Regions from separate parts of the Mus musculus genome. Here region 2 is linked to region 1. Evidence: chromatin contacts called from public HiChIP or PLAC-seq data. All regions are on one chromosome and are shown on one strand. The core of a region is the stretch at or near the end of the contact, and the rest is flanking DNA. Distances in the headings are between cores, read along the strand shown.

What was found. HiChIP or PLAC-seq counts read pairs in DNA pulled down with a chosen protein or histone mark.
Region 2: a contact with region 1 is called in an H3K4me3 HiChIP or PLAC-seq map of bone marrow-derived macrophages, with 4 times the contacts expected there. The contact joins the enhancer-like site here to the promoter of Slc25a24 in region 1. A contact is called at or near these places in 12 of 39 promoter capture datasets (the C10 cell line, the HPC-7 cell line, HPC-7-derived erythroid cells and 9 more), 4 of 484 Hi-C or Micro-C datasets (LSK cells, bone marrow-derived macrophages, granulocyte-monocyte progenitors and 1 more), 5 of 115 datasets of contacts at active chromatin or transcription factors (bone marrow-derived dendritic cells, bone marrow-derived macrophages, embryonic forebrain and 2 more) and 2 of 9 other capture datasets (adipose tissue and liver).

What each region holds. Positions count from the first base shown.
Region 1 is chr3:109,120,669-109,125,170 of GRCm38.p6, reverse strand. It overlaps Slc25a24 (solute carrier family 25 (mitochondrial carrier, phosphate carrier), member 24), which reads right to left and starts at 2,022. Exons shown (of 10, transcript NM_172685.3): 1 at 1,784-2,022. The coding sequence starts at 1,966. It overlaps Gm19391 (a long non-coding RNA gene), which reads left to right and starts at 2,097. Exons shown (of 2, transcript XR_867568.1): 1 at 2,097-2,225; 2 at 4,024-4,502.
Region 2 is chr3:109,464,861-109,469,362 of GRCm38.p6, reverse strand. All of the region lies in intron 2 of Vav3 (vav 3 oncogene), which reads right to left. Among named protein-coding and RNA genes, the nearest start is that of Vav3, 130 kb to the right of the region's middle. Within about 2 kb of position 1,827, at least 35 of the 459 cell types and tissues checked have an H3K27ac peak or open chromatin away from gene starts, as enhancers often do. A contact at or near this core is called in the HPC-7 cell line, adipose tissue, bone marrow-derived macrophages and 2 more, where this site is marked.

The DNA.
Region 1 (4,502 bases), core at 773-3,272:
CTAGGAAGACATACCACAGACGAGGTGACCGAAGGTCAAAACTTTCCCTTAATTGTAAAAGTAATGTGTATTCATTCATTTTCCTAAACTACTACAAATGTAAAGGAAAAAGTACAAAAACTCTTATAGTTGAAAAATAAGCATTACTAACCTTCTGTAGAAGAATGTGTTACTGCTGGGGATAGTTGACCACATGAGGCATGACCACCAATAGTGACACTACACATCTGAACAAAATTAATATAATATAATACATATGTGTGTGTGCAAAATATATTCATTTATTAGTGACAAATATGAGTTGCCATGTTCTAAATATTTATATGCTTATAGGTTTTTACATAATTTATGTGTAATAATTTTTTTAATTACAGAATGTTTTTAATTACAGAAAGTTCCTCCTGACTCTGTGGGGTTTGTTGTTATTGTGGGATTGTTGTTATTATAGGGTTGTTGTTATTGTGGGGCTGGGGACCTTGAGGTCTGCTGTTGCTCTTTGTTTCAGTTCACTCCAGTTTGACTTAGATAAGGAGAGGACAGAGCCCAAGCTGACCTGTAACTAGCAACAATTCTCCAGTCTCAACTCTCAGAGTCCTGGGATTGGAGGCATGCCCCGGATGCGTTGTCTAATTTATTCATATTTTCAAAGAACAAAAATGTATTGGGAAACCTAAAGCACACTTAGAATGATACATAAGTCAAAGACATCATGTCAGTGATTAGAAAACACCTGGAAGTGATTAGAATAATAAAAACAACTAATAACCGAAACATGCCTCTGAGATGCAGCCACAGGGTGGCTGAAGAGATGCTATCACTCAAAAGTAGCTAGGCAGGCCTTTGATTCAAGAAATGGGAGGAAATGAGTCAGCCCGGAGCAAGTAGAAGAGCCACACTCGAACTTGGTTCTTTCAGAAAGTGCATCGAATAGGCAAACCTATGGCCAGAGTGAAGATGGGGGAAGAACTGAGATAAGGAAGAAAGAGGGACCCCTGCAGACACAGAAGTTCTGTAAAGTTATATAGAATAATGCCTTGGGCAAAACTGGCAGCTTCCAAAAAATAAAGTTGTAACTTACCAAGAGGACAAACTAAAGTGAAGACTCCTCTATTAATGGCATTGACAGTGACTGAAAGAGGAGTTTTAAATATAGGTACAGAACAGTTGTGGCCCACTCAGTAACTCAAGCACCTTCCTCTTAAGATAGAAAAGCCAGCGTCCTCTTGTAAGACAGCGGGCTGGACAAGTTCCAGATCTAGTGTCCCCACCCTGCCAAGGAGCCTGGATGTCAGGGCCACAATTCATATGACTCAGAGAAAGTCCAATTGCTTTGCAACAGGTCAACCCTTCAGATCAATGCGTGCACCCAGGGGACTAACTTTGAACGTCATAAAAACGGAATGTGGCCTTTCTACCTCACCCAGCAGTTGGGAGCAAGGCCGGTTTTAACTCCTTTTTGAAACAATAAACTCTAGCTGTAACAAAGTTACTTAAAGTTGGGACTCACTAAAGTCTGACAGCAGGTCATGAAAAGTTTGCAAAGGACGGGACAAGTGAGCCAAGAACCAGAGATGCTCTCAGAACAAAAAGTGTTGACAGTTTTAAGTGTGCAACATTAATTTATCTGGGAATACACCCGCCGCCTTCCAGATCCAACTCCTTGGAGCTCTTTCAGCGGGTTGGCGGGCATAGTTCCTCCTCCTTGCCTGGCCTCAGGCCACCGCCCTCCCAGGACCTGGCTGTGTGGCGCCTGCGGCCACCCCAACACCCTACAGCGACCCACCTCCTCCGCGTCCTGGCCCAGCGGGATGCCCAGGCTTTGCAGCCCCTGCTGCAGCTCTCCGATGTCCACCACGCCGTCCCCATTGCGGTCCAGCGCCCGGAAGAGCGTTTCGTAGCGTGTGGGCGGCTCCGCGTCGTGGCAGGCGGCGGTGGGCAGCACAAAGGCCCGCAGCCAGCGCAGCATGGTCCCGGGGAAGTCACCGTGAGCTGGTGGGGCGCGATCCGAGTGCGGAGGCCTGTGGGGTGGGGCGGCGGCCGCGGGTTGTCTGGATCGTCGTCGGGGGGGGGGGGGGGGGGGGGGGGGAGGGGGGCGAGGCTTCTGGCTCGCAGGAACTGAGCTCCGCACAGGGTGTGGTCGCCCAGCTGCTGCTCTGGGCGGAGCTGGCCCAGGCCTGCGCTGGCGACTAGGAGGGGATGGGCCAGCTTCCTGACTCCAGAACCAGGTAGGATAGGGTGCTGGGGGGGAGGGGGGGATGAAGGGGGGAATGCAAGGAGGGTTTCTGCTCTGCCCAAAGGCACAAACTTCGCCAACAGATTTATTAAAGCTTGGGTTTGGGGGTAGTTTGATGAGCAGGTTGCTCAACCTCAAAGCCCCGTTGGGCTGGAAGACTTGGAGAAGTGCAGAGTTCATCAGAAAGACAGCAGTAGGTGGGTATCTGGGACAGAGAGTCAAAAGTGAAAATGGCTATCAGACCAAAGGGAGAGGAAAGGGGCCTGCTAGAGGCCTTTTTCTGAGAGGAGCATCAGCCACCCAAGAGGGCATAGAGAAAGGAGAGAAGATGGAACACAGTGGGTACCTTCCCACAGCACACAAAGAAACCCCAGCTTCTTTCCTTCGAGACAGGTGTGGTCCTGAGGTTTGCCATTTATAGTTCAGGTGAGACACAGTTTCTGGGATAACGGGAGAAACGCTGGGACTACAGAGACTTCGATACCTGCTCCTTCGGCTGTGTAATTCCAAAGACCTAACGTAGCTTCCCTGGATAGCCTCCCGTCAGTAAAATGAGAATATGAACAGCTGCTTTGCCATCAAGTGAAATGTCCTTCTCTGGAATAGTCTCAATTCAATCACTGCTGCTTAGCAGAATCTGTGGTTATGTCCTGTTGTGTCCGGGTATTTAAAACGAACACTAAAACCACTTGTTTCTTCCAAAGTGGAGGACTTGAATTTCCCTCCTTCCTTACCACTCTGTACATTAAAATATACTGTGTATAAATAGAGTCTGCAGATAAAGGCTGCCAGTAACCAGTTTCTGGGCCTCTATTGCTTCCAAGCCATAGTCTTGGAAATTAGCCCCTTCCTCTGGAAAGGCTCTCAGACGCCACCAGTCTTTGTTGGCTCTCCTGGAAAATGGCTTCTAAGGCCATCTCTGGAGATGGCTGATGTTGAGGACGCTTGCCAACCCAGAAATAAAGGTTCCTCAGTGGAACAACCTGTGCTGTGTTCGAACTAGGAGCTGCCTCTCAGCTCTGAAAGCAATCGCATGCTAGGAAGTTCTGAAAAGAGCAGAGCTATATAGTGACAGAAACATATCGGGAGTTATGTGCTGCAAGAGTCAGAAGGGTTTTTTTTCGGGGGGTGATATTAAAGGGCAGAAGGCAGCGTATGAGGTGAGTGGTTTTATTCCACCCTGTGCTCCCCAGTGTTGCGGTCACACCCCCCCAGCAGTGGCCTACAAGCAATGAGGTCATGTAACCATGGGCTGGAACCTCTGAAACCAGCCCAGGTGAACCTTTCCCTGTTTATAAACATTATCTCCAGTATTTGCTGTGACGGTGAAGGATGGCCAACACAGAGATAACAACCGTAGAAAATTGTCTGCATGGGAGAAGAAAATGCTCACGGACCCCAATCATCTCCATGAAAGGGCTTCCCTTCCTGTGTCCATTCGTCAGGCCCACAACCAAGGGCTCCCACAAAGGCCACACAGAAAACCTGGGTTCATACTTAGTTTTACTTGATTTATTGTGGTCAGGAAGGACAAGTCTAGGGTTCAGCCTAATTCAGCACTCCTGCATTAAAAGACTTGCTGCCTTCGCATGCCCTTCATTTCCATGGGAACCACAGATATTTTACCCCCATCAGTTTTGGTCCTTGAAGACATCAGCACCTACTCTGGATCACTTGGAGTAGTGAGGGATCTGCTTGAATAACCACTCCGGAGTCTCATGGTTTGAGCAGATAAACATGTTTACCCTTTTTATTAACAGCTACTAATCAATTGCTCTGTGCTATTGCAGACAAACCATCAGCCTCTGCACAAGGACCAGTTCGGTTCCAAATTCCCCACGGTTGATGCTCTCTCAAATCTGAGTGATCATGAAGGAGGCCATGTATTGAACAGCTCCCGTAAAAAGCTGTGATCATCACCGGAAAGGTGATTTCACCGTGCAGTGAGACATGAACCTGGATGTCCTAGCAGTACAGTGAGGAAACTAATCATTTTATGTTTTGGCTCATTCATATCACATTAAGCTAATTGGAAATTCTGTAAGTCATTTAAGAGTCAAAATTCCAGATGAAAAGGGAATTCTGTCTCTTGCCCAGACTATCAACCCATCCCATCCCCAAAATAAATGTAAACAATTCTCAGTTGTAAAAACATGACACTTAAGTATGGAAATCACCATCATTACTAATTCGTGTGAATACTTCACATTTTAAAAGCAACTGTAATTGTTTTAAATAATAGAATTTCAATTGCCTTTAAAACCTTGCC
Region 2 (4,502 bases), core at 578-3,077, 340 kb before region 1:
AAAAAAAAAAAAGAACACAGGTTTTAGAATCTTGTGACTGGGCACTAGAAGAATGACTTCAACATTTCATACTTGAGTGATCTGGGTAAGTTACTTAGCTTATCTGAGCCCATTTCTAACATATGATTTTGAGATATTTAAGCCGATCCTGGGGAAATTGTGAAGTCAAATGAAATCATTGGTGCAAAAATCTTCACCTAGTGTCAAATATGCCTATTGCCAAATATACTCAAGCAAGTATGCATTGGCTTCCTAATTGATAACACTGATAAACACAGGCCATTTGCAGCCTTACATAACCTCAGCCTGGTCCAGTCCTGTTTAGAGTCTTCTTGCTGACCATGATTCTTCCAAGCCCCTGGCACTGTCAAGTGTGTCACTAATAAGTGTCATTTGGGTGCCAGATGGGCCTGCCTGTAGGTGCTTCTTTGGGCTGAATGCTTTTCTTTTAGCTCGATCTTTTGCTTGTTATGAGTCATTGGAACCTTAGCCTGGCACCTCAAGTTTTGACAGTAATATATTCTTGTAGATAATTTGTAAAGTATAGAGAATGCAAGGCAGAGGCAATAACACACACTTTTGACAGCTAAAAGCATCCAAAGGGATGTCTATTCAAACACTCTAATGCCCCAAATGAGCAAAATGAAGTGGAAAGGTACAAAGACAGCCCCCACCCACCTACATCACTATTTCCTATGCCAACCAGGCTGTCACTCAGGACTCACAGATGCTGGCTGCCATCACTCAAGCCACAGTCCTGGCTCTACCCTGAGCCTCATGACTCTAGTATAGCACCTACATGTCCAAAGACTGAAGTGCTACCAGACCCTAGTCTCCAAAGCATGTTCCTCCTGTGACAAGCATCAAATTTTAAGAAGCAAAAGAGCTTTGAGGATGTCCTATGGGATCCTTCCAAGGAAAGGTTCCAGTCCCTCCCTCTAAGAAGCTTACTACTCAATGGGGAGAATAAAGACTGACAGAGTCACGGGAAGCTCCAAAAGGATCCTGGAGTGAGGTACAACTCCAACCACTGCAGCAGAAAGCACTGAAGCCTTTCAGGGATGGTAACGTGTGCATTGGGCATAAAGGGTCATGAAGTTTTCCAAAGAGAGAGAGAGAAGCGTTCCAAAGCACAAAGGCAGGTACATAGAAGAAGCATGGTGCAGACTGGTGCATAGCATGTCTCGCTGGGGACAGAGAGTGGTTATCAGCCATAACAAAGCCCATGTGGCAAAAAGGAAGAAAAGATAAGACACAACACTGAATTAGCAGATTACAGGTAGATTAGGAAAGTCTACCAAGCTGTGTTAAGAAGGGAAAGCTTTTCCCTCTGTAGTATGGGGAGCCATCAAAAGTGCAAAGAGAAAGGAAAACAGCTGAGTTTAGAAATGACTAAGTGGAAGGAAGACAGGAGGGGTCAGAGAGGCCAGTTAAGTGATCTCTGCAATGGCCAGAAAGCAAAACAGGACCATCAGAATGCAGATGTGAAGACAAGGAAGGAGAGAACTTCTGGAGTGGCCATCAGACCATCAGAGGGCACTGGTAATCAGACATGACCATATCTCTAAGAGCTGGGAACACAGATACCTCTGGAGCTGTTCTGAGTCGAAAACGAAGATGACAAAGAATAAAAGAGTCTATCTGTTAACAAGTGTCTTCCAGGGGGAGCAGTCCATTCTCCACGCACCAGTTCATCTTGCAACTAAGACTCAGCAGACCAGTGCCCCATGGGCTATCCCCAAAAGCTCTGCATGCCGATTTACACAGGCAATAAATTCAGAAAAACACCAGAGGGCACAATAATCACTAAATGGCACATGGGAACTCTCAATTAGACCAACCCTTCCGATCTGGTTTCCTCCTGGGCTGAGTTCAGGGGTAAGAAGGAGGACACACTCCTCTGTACCATGTGATAGAAACCAGTCTAAACCAGTGACAGTCTTCTAGATTTGAGGTCAAACCCAAAGGCCGCTGCCCTACTCAAAGAGAATCTCTCTAGAATGCAGCTTCACTCTCTCTCTGGCCAAAGTCTCCCCTTCAGTCCAGTGGAAGTGTGCCCAGAATGTTCTAACAGGAAATGCCAAGAGTGCTTTCTGCAGTAGCTACCTGAGAAACACATGGATCCAAGTTTTTAAACAAAGAAAAGGTGAAGAGGTAAGAAAAGGCAGACAGCTAATAAACTATAATTATTATATGGTAGTATTATCTGGAATGTATAAATATGAACTTAAATGATATGTATGGATCTCTGGGATTTAACCACAAAAACAACAAAACAATAAAAGCAATATATGTGTCATTGATTTAAATATATATTTATATGATAATCAATGTAAACTTATATACATATAAATAATATGAATAATGGTTTTGAGATTATATACAGGTAGTAAAAGTATATAATAACACAGGGCTGTAAGCCAAGGACACTCCCAAAATCATGTGGCTAATTAGCTGGCTTCTCAGGCTTCCTCCTAATTGACACTCCCTAATAGCAAAAGCTGTACAAAGAAGGTTTTAGACTTTGGAAATAGTTCAGTCAGTCAAGTACTTGCTGCATAAGAATGAGGGTCTGAGTTCAATACCCAGCAAGCAAAGAGCCTGCCATCAGGGCTGGAGAGATGGATGACTCAGCAGTTAAGAACACTGGCTGATCTTCCAGAGGACTCAGGTTTGATTTCCAATGTCCACATGGTGGCTGACAACTATCTATAACTCCAGTTCCAGAGGATCCAATGCACTCTTCTGGCCTCTTTGGACACAGCACATACATGGTGCAGAGACATACATACAGGCAAAATACCCATACTGTAAAATAAAGGAAACTAAAAATAAAGGAAAAGAAACATTTTTAAACAAGTTATATGAGGATATGCCTATAATCCCAAAACTATACAAAGATAGGTGAACCCCTGAGACTTGCTGGTCAGCCAGCCTAGCTGAATCTATGAGGCTCCAGTCCATGTAAGAAACCTTGTCTCAAAAGACAATGACATAGGAGGTTAACCTCTGGAATACACACACACACACACACACACACACACACACACACACACACATGCTCTCACACACTTATACATACACTCACACACACACTCTCACATGTATATACACATATACAAGCACACTGACACACACACATATACACTCTCACACATAATACACACATACACATTCTCACATATACACACTCACACATATTCACAGAAGATTTCGTCAGTCTCTCCTGATAATATGATATGATCCAACATATCAGAGAAGTCATAATCTTCTCTGGTATGTTGGATCTCTACAGTCAAAATCTATATGAAGTTTTGTTTAAATAAATTTTATGGGAGCAGAACTGCTTGAAATAATCACATGCATCCTATCAGATTACCACAGTCTAAGGTTGGTCTTTGATAACAACATAAACAATAGAAAGCCCACATGCACATGGAAGCTGAACAACACTCTACTCAATGATAACTTGGTCAAGGAAGAAATAAAGAAATTTCTCTTAATTAAACTATTTGAGCATATAATCTCTACCTGTGTTTATAATGACAGCACATTCCACCTATGCAACACTCTTAGTCACAGTGTCAAAAATAGGGACAAGAAAAAAAATGATATGAGTTAATTAAATGAGTAATGCATTTTATAGCTCAACTATAAGCCTATAGATTCTATATGATTCCATAGACAGAATTTTTCTGAGAATTACTATAATATAAAGGCAGAAGGAAGGAAGGAAGGAAGGAAGGAAGGAAGGAAGGAAGGGAGGGAGGGAGGGAGGGAGGGAGGGAGGGAGGGAGGGAGGGAGGAAGAAGGAAAAGAGGGAGGGAGGAAGAAGGAAAAGAGGGAGGGAGGGAGGGAGGGAGGGAGGGAGGGAGGGAGGGAGGGAGGGAGGGAGGGAGGGAGAAGAGAAAGAGAATCATAAATACTCTGGAGTATATCAGCAGTAATAATGGGACTTTGTGGATTTTAAAGAGGAGGGTATGAATACTGGTATGAAATTCTCAAATAATTGATTTACAAGTTTTTGGTTTTGTATTTTAAGAATTCACACATACTTAGAAAGTTGGGGAATTTAGGTTTTGGCTATATAAAATCTGTTTGTCACATATCTCTAAAACTGGAAGCCAGCAAAGTCCCGGGGTGGGACTAACATGCAAAGCCCCAGGGGTTGGGCTAACATGGCCCTCACCTATATTTGAAAATCAGGTTTTACTGTCACAAACCCACTATAACTGCTTTTCTACTAAACTGTTGGTTTGCTAAGTTGCAACAGTGACATTGTGGCTTAAAAGGCCGTAGTGTTTCTTAATGCATGTTTTTCAGAGGTTTACTTGCCCTTGACTTTGACACTCTGCCTAAAGGACTGCCGTTCTACAGATGAGCCATCCTAAAACAGAGGCAGTATAGGCAGGGTCGTATGGTTATAGTGGATCCTTCCCTCATTCCCTTACTGTCACTCTACCGTTTGTCTTACGGAACAATGAAAGCTAGAAACAGGAAGT